Linked DNA regions of Zea mays: region 2 is linked to region 1. A link is a contact called in public Hi-C data. All regions are on one chromosome and are shown on one strand. The core of a region is the stretch at or near the end of the contact, and the rest is flanking DNA. Distances in the headings are between cores, read along the strand shown.

What was found. Hi-C and Micro-C count contacts between places; a contact is called where the count stands out from the background.
Region 2: a contact with region 1 is called in a Hi-C map of leaf, with 5 times the contacts expected there. The contact joins the promoter of LOC103647074 here to the enhancer-like site in region 1. A contact is called at or near these places in 4 of 25 Hi-C or Micro-C datasets (bundle sheath, ear, leaf and 1 more).

What each region holds. Positions count from the first base shown.
Region 1 is chr2:147,340,848-147,347,390 of Zm-B73-REFERENCE-NAM-5.0, forward strand. It overlaps LOC109944559 (a long non-coding RNA gene), which reads left to right and starts at 5,867. Exons shown (of 2, transcript XR_002267640.1): 1 at 5,867-5,941; 2 at 6,019-6,084. Within about 2 kb of position 2,989, at least 6 of the 20 cell types and tissues checked have an H3K27ac peak or open chromatin away from gene starts, as enhancers often do. A contact at or near this core is called in bundle sheath, leaf and tassel, where this site is marked.
Region 2 is chr2:147,425,260-147,431,802 of Zm-B73-REFERENCE-NAM-5.0, forward strand. LOC103647074 (G-box-binding factor 1) reads left to right here and starts at 3,849. Exons shown (of 4, transcript XM_020549333.2): 1 at 3,849-4,100; 2 at 4,215-4,409; 3 at 4,510-4,653; 4 at 4,765-4,976. The coding sequence starts at 3,936. The coding sequence ends at 4,875.

The sequences.
Region 1 (6,543 bases), core at 1,739-4,238:
TACCACCATTCCTCACTCCGTGCGGCCCATCGTCGTGTCCACACACCCACGCGTGTCATGGCACCGACACGCGGGCCCGACATGTCAGTCTCTCAACCGCGCGCGCCTGCTTAAGCTCGGTCGCTGCTCAGTGCCCCCCTTGACTAGCTCCTCCGCTCAAATGAATTACAATGAGATCCGCCGCAATGACCGGGGTCATGCGATCGGGGGCCGGGATTGACTTCGCCACCATGAACCCCATTTCTTCGCCTCTATATAATCGGTTGTGGGGCCCCTCCTTATCCCCTCAGCCGTGACTCCAAACCCGAGAACCGTTGTCGCCGGGGCGCATCAAGCGCACATTGTGCTCGGGGTGCCACCGTGGGGGGGGGGAATCCTCGCCGTGGCCGTTGTCCGCGCCTTCGGTGGTGTCTTGGGCCTTTCCCAGACCGTGGGGAAGGCGATCGTGTTCATGTTACGTGGGTTCGACCACCGACGTCGCCAGAATTCTTCGCCGCCACCGTGGATCCACCTCGTGCCGCTGTCGGACACCCCTGCAAAGCTAATCACCGGTGAGAACCAATCCCCTGGATTACCCATTTACTACATAGCACTGCGCACCGGTTAGGATCGAGCTCTAGTCGTTGTGGCGTCATGGCGCCACGCACCGGCAATGGCACCACCGTGGGAGGCCCTACGCCGCCGTGTTTCGGCGTCGGGGAGTGTAGGGCGTGCGGGGGGGCGTTGGATGCATCAGGGACGGTCCGGATTCGACTCCGAGCATATCGCTTCGGGCCATGGTCGGGAGCCGTTGATCTGTCAACGCACGCCCAAGATCAGAGGAGGATAACATCATTTCATTTAATTAAATCAGCGCCATTGATTTCAAATCCAACGCATAGCATCGCATACCGATTCGAATGAGAACTTGATTTAATCTGGACGCTCGGTATGGATCCAACGGACTGTGATCGCCGATACCCTTTCAGCCATGACGTTTTCAGAGGAACCCCTAGAGTTATCAGAAATAAACCCACCGTCCATATCAGGGGCGCTCTGTGTCTTAGGAACATTTTCGTAACAGCCCCTGGACTTTGGTTTAATCTTGCGCCCAGTCCAGGAGATAGAAAATCAAGGGGAAAAGTAAATAGAGACTAGTCAATCCTTAGGTTTCAATAATGTAATGCGGGACAATGAATTATAGAGTAAGTAGGACATAATAGGTTAGAGGACACTTGCCTTCACGAGATTGTTGCTCAGGGAGATCTTCGGCAACACACACATGAACCAAGGGCTACTCGTTGTTTAAATAAAGCGATCATACATTCAATACATTTGGTAAATGACAAATAAACAACACATTAATCATGTACAAACATTGGAACACATCTCAAAAGGAAAAGTATGAACTCAAAAGGGAGTTTAAATTATAGGGTGAACTAATCTCATTTAGCAGTTGATTATTCTTTAAGTGTTGTCTATCTCCATGGTTACATAACCTAATTCTACTTGTTTTAATGAGATATCTAATTCAAACCAGAGATAAGTTCATACATCACATATTATTATCATCTTCGCAATATTAAGCATATATTTTACCACTAGGGTTTCCTTTTTATTTATTTTATTAAGTGAATAAATCAACACATACACTAACCTATAGTTAGACACAAAATTAGAGTGTACATACTGTAAATGAACATAATTTATTTGAACAGAGAATATTGCTACGAACATTTTGCAATTTGAATCACTAAATTTGGAGTTCATATGAAAAAGATATGAAATAAACAAGTTTTGAAGTTTGAAATGTGAAAAATAGGTCCAATTATGTAATTATTTAAAAGTGCAGGGCTCTGTTTATAAGAGTTCAGGGGCCTACGCGTAAAGTCTAAGGACGACGGGTTCTATTACCCGAGAACTCAGGGTCTCTTTAGTAAAAATCACACGCGAAGGGGTACGGGTTGTTCTCGGCCATCGGATCAGCGAGCAACGGCCCCGATTAGATCTGGCCGAGCAGACGCGCGCGCGAACGCGAGCGCGGGCTGACCAGCGGGCCAGGGGTGTCAGCTGCCTAGGGCGAGACGGCCTAACCGACAGGCCCCATCTGCAGGGCGCGGGTGAGATAGAGTGAGAGGAGGGCGGTCAGATCTGGATCGGGCGGTCGGGATTAGATCTGGCTTAATTGAAATCGGGTCGTCCGATTAGGGTTGGGCGGACAGGATGCGCCAAAATGCGTAACCGTTAGGAAGGAATATTCGGACCAAGGTCCAAACAGCCACGGCCCGACCCGGCCAGCGGCGCGCGTGTGGCAGTTCTTTATCCTTTTCTCAGTTTTTCGATAGATGCACCAATGATCCACTTATTTAAGTTGAATGAATTGTCTCTTGAACTTCCGGTATGGTACTACAGTACTAGTACACCGTAATATTAAATTGAACCTCTGTCATTGATTATTATTGAATATTAACCTGAGTCAATATTAACCTGAGTCAGGCCCAATAATAATAGACATATAAATATCTAACATGATAGCTACTAAAGTTTAGGCCCTATGATCAAACAACGCGAACGCGGCAGAGCGTTAGTTATCTGCCATGCATGAAATTCTGAGCGCAACATGGATCGCCGGCATGGCGTGATGGCGTATTGGCGTAGCATAGTCGAACTCGTAGCTTGTGCTGGTTGCAGGTACAAGCCGGCTAGTGTATGCCGACTGTGCCTGCCGATTGCCGCCTGAATAGTCATCTCATGCAGTCACGCTCGTATGGCACGCCGGAATATCGACCAGTCAGGCAGTCAGCCCCAGTGCTGCAGAAATCTGGTGTCTGTCTGAACACTGCTTTGCTTGGAAGATGACACGCGACCACAACCCGTGACCATGATTGATGAGTGAGAGTGTCATGATAAAATGAAAAGATACCACCGAAAATTATAGCTGTCCGTTAATGTTACTTGGTCTACATGTCATACACATAAAATTATTCTCTATATATTATTCAGTGCCAGGAGATTTTTCCCAATAAAAGCCTCGCTCGCTTCGCTCGACTCCAATGAGAACCCAGATACGCATGGCGGCATGCATGCAAAACGACGAGTACCCCGCAGCGTGTACTTAGGACCGTGTACAATCTTAGATAGTAAGTTGGGGTTATCTAAATATTAGATACATATAAGAAACTCGTTCATATAAATCAATATATCTAAGCATTATATCTTAATTATTGGAACCTCTCAAGTTATGAGTTTAACTATATCCAGACTTAGATAATCATGCTAGAAACGTTCCTTTGTCAAGAACTCAAGATACATCTCTTATGTTGCTTTACGCTTAAATCCTTAGATATTTCTTAAGATATAGGTTACTTAAATGGGTTGTATATGCCGTTAGCTTCAATATGTGGCGGAAACAAGGCATGTCATGCGTGTATCCTGTTCCTATCCGCGGCACGGGCTTATGCATGCTAGCTCTAGTAGAGACAGCAATGGCCCTGATCCTCGATTCTCCTCGAGGAATTAATTCATTAGAGGATGAGGATGGATTAGGAGATGGGGATAGGGAAGATTCTCCTCATACGGGGATGTAAACGAGAAAAACCCTCCCTGCGATTAAACGGGGACAGAGATGAGGAAGCATTCTTCATTCTCGTTTCTCACGGGAACCCGTTAAACTTAAATATAATTATATTTTCATGTAATGTATAGTGATAAAATAAATAATTATCTTGTCAAGATATCATTCATTATATAAATGTGTTAATTTTATGTACACATAATAATTTGTAACATCTGATAATTTGTATAAGCGATAATGTTATATTAATAATAAAAAAGTATGTCATAATCTCTACAAATATTAAGAGCCATGTGTAGACTGCCCCCGCTCGCCACTGCCTCCCGCGGATCCTGCGCGCGCACGGCTAACTACCCCTCCGAGGATCTAGCCGTCCGGCAAACAACCGCCGTCGCGGATCCCCTACCTCCCTATCGCTACCTCCCGCGGACCGCGCCCGCCCCCACCCAGCCGCGATTCCCCACCCACCTCCCGCGGGTCGCGCACGTCGCGCCCGCCCGGCCTCCCGCCGCGATTCCCCGCCGTGATTGCCGCTCCCTACGCGCGCGGTTGCCGCTCGCACACTGTCATGCCGCTCCCTGCGCGCGCACGGCTAACTACCCCCGCCGAGGATGCAGCCGCCCGGCAAACAACCGCCACCGAGGATCCCCTACCTCCCGCGGACGTCCACCGGCTCGCAGCACAATGCTGGTGTGAGGGCGGATGTGGTCAGGCTTGGGAGCGGAGAAGGAGCCGACTATTGGTCCGTGTCCATGCGTGAGCTCGGCGTATGGTCGGTGGCGCTCGGTGGTGTTCATAGTGCGCCACCGCCATGGGCTGCGTCGCGTCCAAGAACACCGTCTCGGTGACGCCGGCGGCCGACTCATCCGGCGGGCTCAGGGACCGGAGCCAGCCGCGCGCCCAGGGGTCTGTTGCCCCGTTGCCGGTGCCGTGCCTTCCCTGTGCAGCTCGTCGTCCACGGCGAGGAGGCTAGAGAAGGTCAAGGACGAAGCCGAGGAGGCAGGGAAGGCCATCGTCGCCGTGGCGGCCGCGTCCTGGAGCTTCCGGCTGCGGAGCCTGCGGAAGAGCCTCGAGGGCGAGCAGGTGGCTGCCGGGTGGCCGCCGTGGCTCAGCGCCGTCGCCGGGGAGGCCATCCAGGGGTGGATCCCACTCAAGGTCGACTCTTTCGAGAAGCTAGAGAAGGTATTGTGGAGCTTTCGGCTGAGGTTTCCTAGGCCACTCATTTCAGTTGGGTTCCGTGACTGATTCAATTCAATTCAATAGCTCGCGGGTCATTTTCCATGGCAAAATTTTGCTTGCGTGTGGAATTTAGAAGGATGATGGTTGTTGAGAATGTAATTTGGTCTAACTGCTTGGTATCTTTCCGGAGCAAGAAGCCTATCTTTGGTCTGTCTCAGATATGTGATCCCAACTGCTGCTGAACACGGTTGGCTAAAGGAAGAACCAATGAAAGACCTTTCAAACGATTTTTTTCTCACTCTTTTTATTACACAAAGTGACAGCATTGCTGATGCTTGTGCTGGAGTAGCCTGAATATGTCTTTCAGGAAAGCATTTTCAGGAAAGCAGCTCAATGAAGCTTCATTACGTATCTGTTAGAAATCCGTTACTGTTGTACCCTTCGTCGTTCTTCACGTTATGTAATATAGACGAATCGTACTGCAAAAAGCGCAGGTTTTGGAGCAGTTGAAATGATGAACACTTTTTTTGTTTTCCATGTGTATTAGCAGCTGTCGGTGTTTAATTTATTTAAATTAGATGATAGTGGATTTGAGAGCCGGCGGTTGTCGTTCCGAAAGCAGGAAACAACAGGGTTATTAGTAGTAATCAAGCCTGTGTGTACGAGTTGATCCGTCCAATTGGTTGTGCTGAGGTGATCAAGTTCGTCTTGTTCGTTGAGGTGGAGTATTTTTATGCTAATGATGATGACTACCAGGATGTGTACTTTGTTGCTTGCGGACTTTTTTGTTTCAATTATTGGTTTTTACCATGCGTATGAAAAGGAGGACAGTTTTGTATTACTATTCGATGAACTTGTTCATCTGACAAGTGCTGTAATGGCTTGTAGAAAAACAAGATGCTTATCGGTTTTTACTACGTATCTGTTTCCGATGAAATCATAATCTTGACTGGTTGTTATTTAGCTTATGTTCGATTCAACTGCTGATTGTCCTCATCACATTGAGCATGTTATTGTTTCTTCATGTAAATTGATTTCCACACACCAAACTGTTTTGAGTAGCATACATGAGCACTTGTCGCTCAAATGTAGTAGTATGGAACTAATCGTATCTGTATTATTTACTTTTTCTTGTGAACAGGCGGCAGGTCCAGACTACCTCTAGAGCTACCAGATCCCTAAGTACTCTGACAAGGGCCGTTAGACGAGGTTAGCTTGATGCTTTGGCATGTTAGTCTGTAAAAGAATCTTCACTGCGGCTACTAATACTGTCAAACCTTATACAGGTGGAGAGAGCACTGGAATAGATGCCAATGGAAATTCCTATGATCTGAGCACAAAGTTGCTCCATTTGGCCTGACACCTATCTGAAAATCTAATTGCTTGTGCTGCAGCCAATAGCTTGTACATGTACTACGCATAAACAAGTGAAATGAACAGAGCAACAATTTTTTTTGTTGGTTGCTCCCCACAAGTGTAAGATGAACAAGCACAAGCTCCGCAAGTTCGAGAACCAAACACTTCCATCCAAGTATGATCTGATGTGCAAGCAAAGGATCTGAGAGACATGGAACCAAGTTCATACAGCTCGGTACTCAATAAACAGAATCAACTTCTGAACCAACACGGCTTGTGAACAATATACAGGCTTTCTCCCTTCACTGATCCAGTTCTTCTCTAAGCTGGATGGTTTTGCATTAGCTTGCAGGTCATCAATGAATGCTGAAAGTATCTGATAAACAGAAGTCCGAAGAACATCTGCCATAATATAAACTTTCTTGTGCATGCCACTTTTTTGTGTGCTTGCAATT
Region 2 (6,543 bases), core at 2,599-5,098, 85 kb after region 1:
GTTCAACATCGAAAAAGATGTACCTCTGTCAGGTACCAAACTTTGGGTTGAAATGATAAAGCTGAGACCGGGCGGGTGACTTGCACAAGAAGAGAGTCTCAGTGTAGTGTCTCCGTCTGAGTCGCTTAAGGACCGTGTCGATGTGGGCCTGCTGACCGATGACCCTTTAACTGGTCACATGCCTCATCATAGGTAAGCTTTGCCTCGGGCAGAATAATACCAGAATAGGACAACACGCAATGGGAGTGGAGAGATGGCGAGAGTAGCGTGTACCCTCCGTGGCAAGAGGCTGGACGGTGGTGTATCTGTGCTCTCGGTTGGCGTGAACCCGGTCTGGTCTTAAGAACCCCGGTGGCGAGTTGACATATGCAAGGGTTAAGTGCTACATATGTCGTGTGATTAAAGATCCTCAACTGAGTATTAATCGATTCGGATCGCCGTTACTTCTCGGACATGAAGACTTGGTCACTGACTTACACGTAGCATTCCCATGAACTTAAAGGGATGATAAAAGGATGGCTAGTATAGGCCAAGTGCTTGAATTAGGGTAGAAAGAACTCTAGATTCAGGTAATGACTTAACTTGCTAATAAAACTGGATTTTTAAGGATCCACCATTATTAAGCATTTTTGCAAACAAAGTCTTGATTCTTGATTCAGCCTTACCTTGACTCCCTCAAGCCAGCATATCCTTAAGAGTCTTTTATTTTGACGGGTAAGACTTACGAAAGTACACTTCGTATTCAGGGTTTTCAAACCCATGTTGTTGTAGGTGAGGAAGCAGCAAACTTTTGTTGCTTTTGCTCTAAGGTGGTGCCAAAGGAAGAATCTCAAGAGTGAAGCCTCGGGAGGATGTTGTCCTCCTTTTAAAAACATTATACTTTTATGCGGGAGGAGTTTTTGCCTCTCGAGTTTGTAATAATAATACTTATGCACTCATATACCGATGGTCTGTAATAATAACACTCTTATTCGTTCCTCCGATGTGTTGTAATATCTGTGTGACGAGTGAAACGCTCTTGGGAAAGGTAAAGGATACAGATACCAAACTTGTCGAGTGATCAGGTGCATCTACAGGATTGTCCGGGGTCCGCTAGACAAGGACAACTGTAGGTGGGTCTAATGACTTGGGAGATTCCGTCACACGGGGGCTACTATTGGGACAAGGGTCGACCTAGACCTCGATCACTCTTAAACAACCAAGAAGCTACTTGATCACGTGCAGGTCTTGGAGTGGCCCCTCACCAGGAAGCTACATGATTGACAAAGGCAGTTGGGGGCTGATCAACAGCGAAGGATTATTGACCCGAGCAGGCAGCGAACAGGGCACAAACACAATCGACACTGATCCCTCGCCATCGTAGAACTTCGTCAGGAACCCGTGCGAAGACTACAAGGGCGAAGAGGGGCGCATGACTCGACCCGTGGTGCGTCGGCCCCTGTTACAGATTGGGACGTGCTGGCCCACCTGCCAGCCTCCATCGAGGGTGTATTTATGCGGTGTAACAAGTGGAGCTAAACTGTCCTGTAATTACCCTGTTGTACAATATATTCAGGGAATGTAGTAGGTACCTAAGGGTATGAGCGTATTTTAGTTTCTAAGGCATTGGTTACTCTTTAAATACCCTCGCCCCGTTCACGTACGTGACACACTTGACAAGACATTTGAGCCCTGAGCCATCAGTTTTGTCGTGTTATTCGTTTCACCTACTCCCAAGTGCTGAAGCCCACGTGTCAGATCTCAACAGCTAGTCTACCTAAGCTTTTAAAATCTATCGATACAAACAATGCTTTTACTTTAGCTCCTACAATCTATAGCTTGCACCAATTCAGCTTTTGAAACCTAGCTTTCGAAATCTACTATGTATTTGGGCAGTGTTTGTTTAGGTAGGAGTTCATATGATCGGATAAAATTGGTCTGTCGTAGATCCAAACGCTTCGCGTTTTATGTATTGGATCTTGTGCTGCTTCACAGAATCTCAATTATCAACTTTACTTTGGGTTTTTGTGCCTCATTCTCAGTATCTCATTCTATTATCTCATTTTTATCCAAACGGGTCCTGATTTTTGTATTGGATTGTGTGCTAAAATCTTACAATCCCTTCATAAATTGTTAATGGGATATGTCTTGGATTTTGCGCAGTATCCAACTTCTTAAAAAAATCTATAGGTAATCAAACACCACAATAAATCAAGAGTTAGACTGTCTCTAACAGTTATCTTATCTCATTTTATATTTCAAACTTTAATTTTATCAATATTATAATCTATAGTATAAATTCTCTATTCTACGGTAGAAAGTTTAGAATCACCGTGGCTTATCCAAAAGCTACCTAGTAAGCTTTTTTGGGGGGCGGGGAGATTCAGTGGATCCAGCGGTGAGATGTAGGGTCCTTTAGACAAGTGCGGCAAATATATGATAATACGTGGTACCATAGGCGTCAGGCCTCCATACTTCTCGGCGGTTGGTCGAGCACCCGAGCGTCAGAGAACAAAAAGATCCAAGATTCAGCTCCTGTTCATGTAGAGGTACGGCACGCAGTTTGGGTCGGTTGCCGTCTCGGGATTCCCGCTACTGCCGCGGCCTGAGCTACGAGAGATGGACACTGTACTGGGCTGGTTGGTCGAGCACACGGACAAGCTCAGCAATCAGTGGTCAGCGCACGCTTCTCCCTCCCCCGTCAGACCAATCAGGCACCAGGCATCAGCACCAGGTGAGGCGAGGCCCTAATCTAGAGATGGCAATGGGGACCCGATCCCCGATTCCCCGCGGGGAATTCCTCTATTAGGGGACGGGGATGGAGAAATTTCTTCCCCCACGGGGATGTAAACGGGGAAAATTTCTCCCCCGACGGGTAAACGGGGATGGGGATGGGGAAGCATTCCCCATCCCCGTTCCCCGCGGGGACCCGTTAAACTTACATGTGACGATGTTTTCATATAATAGTTAATGATACAAAATAAATAATTATCTTGCCAAGAGATCACTAGTTGTACAAATGCGTTCATTTTAATGTACACATAATGATTTTTACATCTAACAATGTGTATAAGTGAAAATGTTTTACATTAATAACAAATTAAGTATGATCTAATTATAATTTAAGCGGGGACGGGGATCCCCGATGGGGATTTATCCCCGCGGGTAACGGGGATGGGGAAGAAATGTCCCCCGCAAGCGTTCGTGGGGATCCCCGCGGGGAAGTTTTTTCGTCGTGGGGACGGGGATGGGGAGCCAAAACCCGACGGGGAATTCCCCGTTGCCATCTCTACCCTAATCTGACAGAAATGCTGCCTGCCGTGCCGCAGGCCCAGCACGCAGTATCGCCGAGCCGGATTGGGTTGCGCCTTGCGCGCGCCGAACGGCCGAAGCGAGAGCATGGTGTTCCAGACGCTTCCGGCGTGGCGGCGGCCACCCGGCCGGCGCAGGGGCGCGGCACGTCGCGACTCGCTCGAGTGGGACCGTGAACCGCGTCCAGCTCTGAGCCTGAGCCCTGAGCCTGAGCCTGAGCCAAGCCAACAAAGGCGCTGCGCACCGGGCTGACACGCGGGGCCCTCGTCCCGCCCGGCTCGGCCCACGAACCGCCCGCCCGCCCGCTCTCCGCAGTCTGCATGCCGGTCGCGGGGGCGCCCGGCCTCCGCGTGTCCCCCGAGCGCCTGCTGCGTGGAGGTGAGCCCGGGCGGCGCGAGCCTCTCCGACACGTGGCGGCCGCGCACGGGCGAGGCGGGCTCCACAGGGCGCGACGGGGGTGGCCGCCTGCCCGCGAGGCGGCGCGGGAGATATTTAAATTCTGGCTTTCCCTTGGGGCACTTGGCACCGCTCCTCCGCCGTTCAACCCTCTTCTCGCCTGATCGCCTCCCGCACGTACCTCTCTATATTTGTTTCTCCCATCCATGCGAAGCTCCGGCATCTAGCTAGCAGGTCGCTCGATCGCCATGTCCGACGATAGCGACGGCCAGCGGCAATGCCGCCGGGGCGTCACCGTCGACGTCGAGCTCGGCGCCGCCATGGCGCTTGCCGACATGGCCGGGGTCGCCGGACCGGGCGGCGAACAGCCGCCGCCCGTGCGGCGCGCTACTCCCGCTCCTTCTGCTCACCAGGTGAATGATTACAACCGCCGTCGCCGTCACCGTCGCAGCGCTTTGCTTGCTCTATTAAGATTTAATCGTAACTCCTAACTAACGTACGAATAACTCTCCACGACCGGCGACCAGGAGGACGAGGCGAGCACGCGGCTGAGCCTGGAGCTAGGGGAGGTGAGCATCCAGGCCTCCCCGTGCTCCAGCAGCTCCAGCTTTGGCGGGCACCCGCCGCCGCCGCCGTCCCACCAGGCGGCGTACCAGCAGCCCGCCGTACCGGAGCCAGCGACGACTGGCTACGGACCCCGGCCCCGGCACGCGGTCACCGAGGTATGTAAGTAAGTACCTAGCTGCTCGCCCGTGCTTCGCGGCCGGCACAATCGCGCGCGACTCCGTAACCGACCGCCGTCTTCACCACCGTGCGTGACAGGCCGAGAAGGAGGCGAAGCGGCTGCGGCGCGTGCTGGCCAACCGCGAGTCCGCCCGCCAGACCATCCTCCGCCGCCAGGCCATCCGGGACGAGCTCGCCAGGAAGGTCGCCGACCTGTCGTCGCAGAACGAGAGCATGAAGAAGGTAGGTACCACCGCACCTTGCTCGGCGGCGGCGGCATCTGGTGTAATGTCGTCTTCACGTACGCCGCTCTTTCGATCGAGTTGCACTGATGAGCCGACGGCCACGGTGCAGGAGAAGGACGTGGTCATGGAGGAGTACCTGTCGCTCAAGGAGGCGAACAAGCAGCTCAAAGAAGAGGCACATCGCTTTCCTACCTTTCATGCTCGATCTATACTTGAATAAAATCTCTGCGTAATCCTGTACTTGACTCGGCAGATGACGTAGCATCACTCACCTGGTTTACTACGATTATAGTAACGATGTTGCCATTGTTAGGCAGACAACCTCTCTACTTGTTCCCCTCAAACGAGGACACATGTGCGCATGACTTGCACTGCACTTTTTCGCCTTTCCTGTTTCTGCCCACCACTACCAGTGCTCTACTCATGCCGTACACCTGGCTCCTGCTGCTAGTCGTGTTCGAATTGCATGTTCTTGTGCAGAGGCGTGCGTGAGGACTGAGGACACGTCGGTGGATTTCATCGCTTTCTCCGACTGGTCTTGGCGCCGTCAACACAAGCTAATAACACGGACGTGTGCTCATTCAATTCTCCGCGCGCAGGTGGCGAAGACGTCCAGGAAGCCGGCGATGCCAGCGCAGCAGCAGGCGGCAGAATCCTTGGTGCCGGCGCCGCCGCGGCCGGGGTTCCTGTACTCAGCGGCACCGCCGGCACCAGTGCCGGTGCCCTATGTCTGGGGCTCCTGGCCGCCCAGCGCCGCCGCCGGGAGCGAGCAGCACGGCAGCCCGCCGCCGCTCTGCCTGCAGCCCTGCGCGTGGTACTACCCGGCCGTAGCGGACCCGCGCGGGTCGCCATCGTCCGCGCACGCGCAGCAGCCGCCGGCGTTCCAGGACCCGCGCGCCGCAACGGGCGAGGAGGACACGGACGACGACCCGTGCTCGCTCACGCTCGGCCTCGAGGTCGACAAGCGGAGCGCGCCCGTCGGTATCGTCGCGGGCCCGGCCTCCGGCTCCGGCTCCGGCGGCGGGGGAGCGCAGAGCGACAGGGACAGGGCGGCGCAGGCGAGGAGGCGGAGGAGGGACCTTACCAAGCTCAAGCACACGCACGCCGCCGCCCGCCCCGGCTCCTCCGAGCAGTGGTAGGCGCGGCAAAAAGCTTGGACAGGCATTGCGGGCATGCACGGCATCGCGGTGCCGGTGGTGACTCCATTGGTTTTCTTCTCGGCGGCGAACTAAACAGCTTCGTGATCTCTTCCGTTTTCTTTTCTTAGTATATTCTTTGCTGCAATATGTAACTGAAGAAATTAAACGAGTGCTATAGCTAGCAGTATTTCTTTCTCGATGACGCAACATCCATCTACCGGAGGTCGCGTGTATAATGTAGCAGCGATTCTTTCTTTAGGATTTTCATTATATATACTATACCAGCAAGCAAGCAAGCAAGATTAAGACTGTGTTAAAATATAATGTCTCGTACAAGAGCAACACACATGAGCCCTCTCGTCATATGTTTCATTTTCTAGTGCAAGAAGAGATTCTCGGTTGAGCTATCAACTTGGCCTAGGGTGTTTACGAAGAAACATTGCGATGATCTCCATTGTACGGATATGGATGAGCCGAACTCCGAGCAAACCTGGCACGCTGATTTTGATATCTAAGATCTGCATAGAGGATCCCTGGGAGAGAGATCTGCTATTCCACCAAACTAGCCCCAAAGCTTAGAAACTTGAGATCTAAGATCTGCAGATGGTGATGACGTCTGTTTCGAAAAAAAACAATGGAGGACCATGTTGCCAATAGAGCCCTCCATTCAGCTGTAACAGATAACCATTCAGGCCTCCTTTAGAACATAGAAAAAGTAGAAAAAGTAGGCCTCCTTTAGAACATAGAAA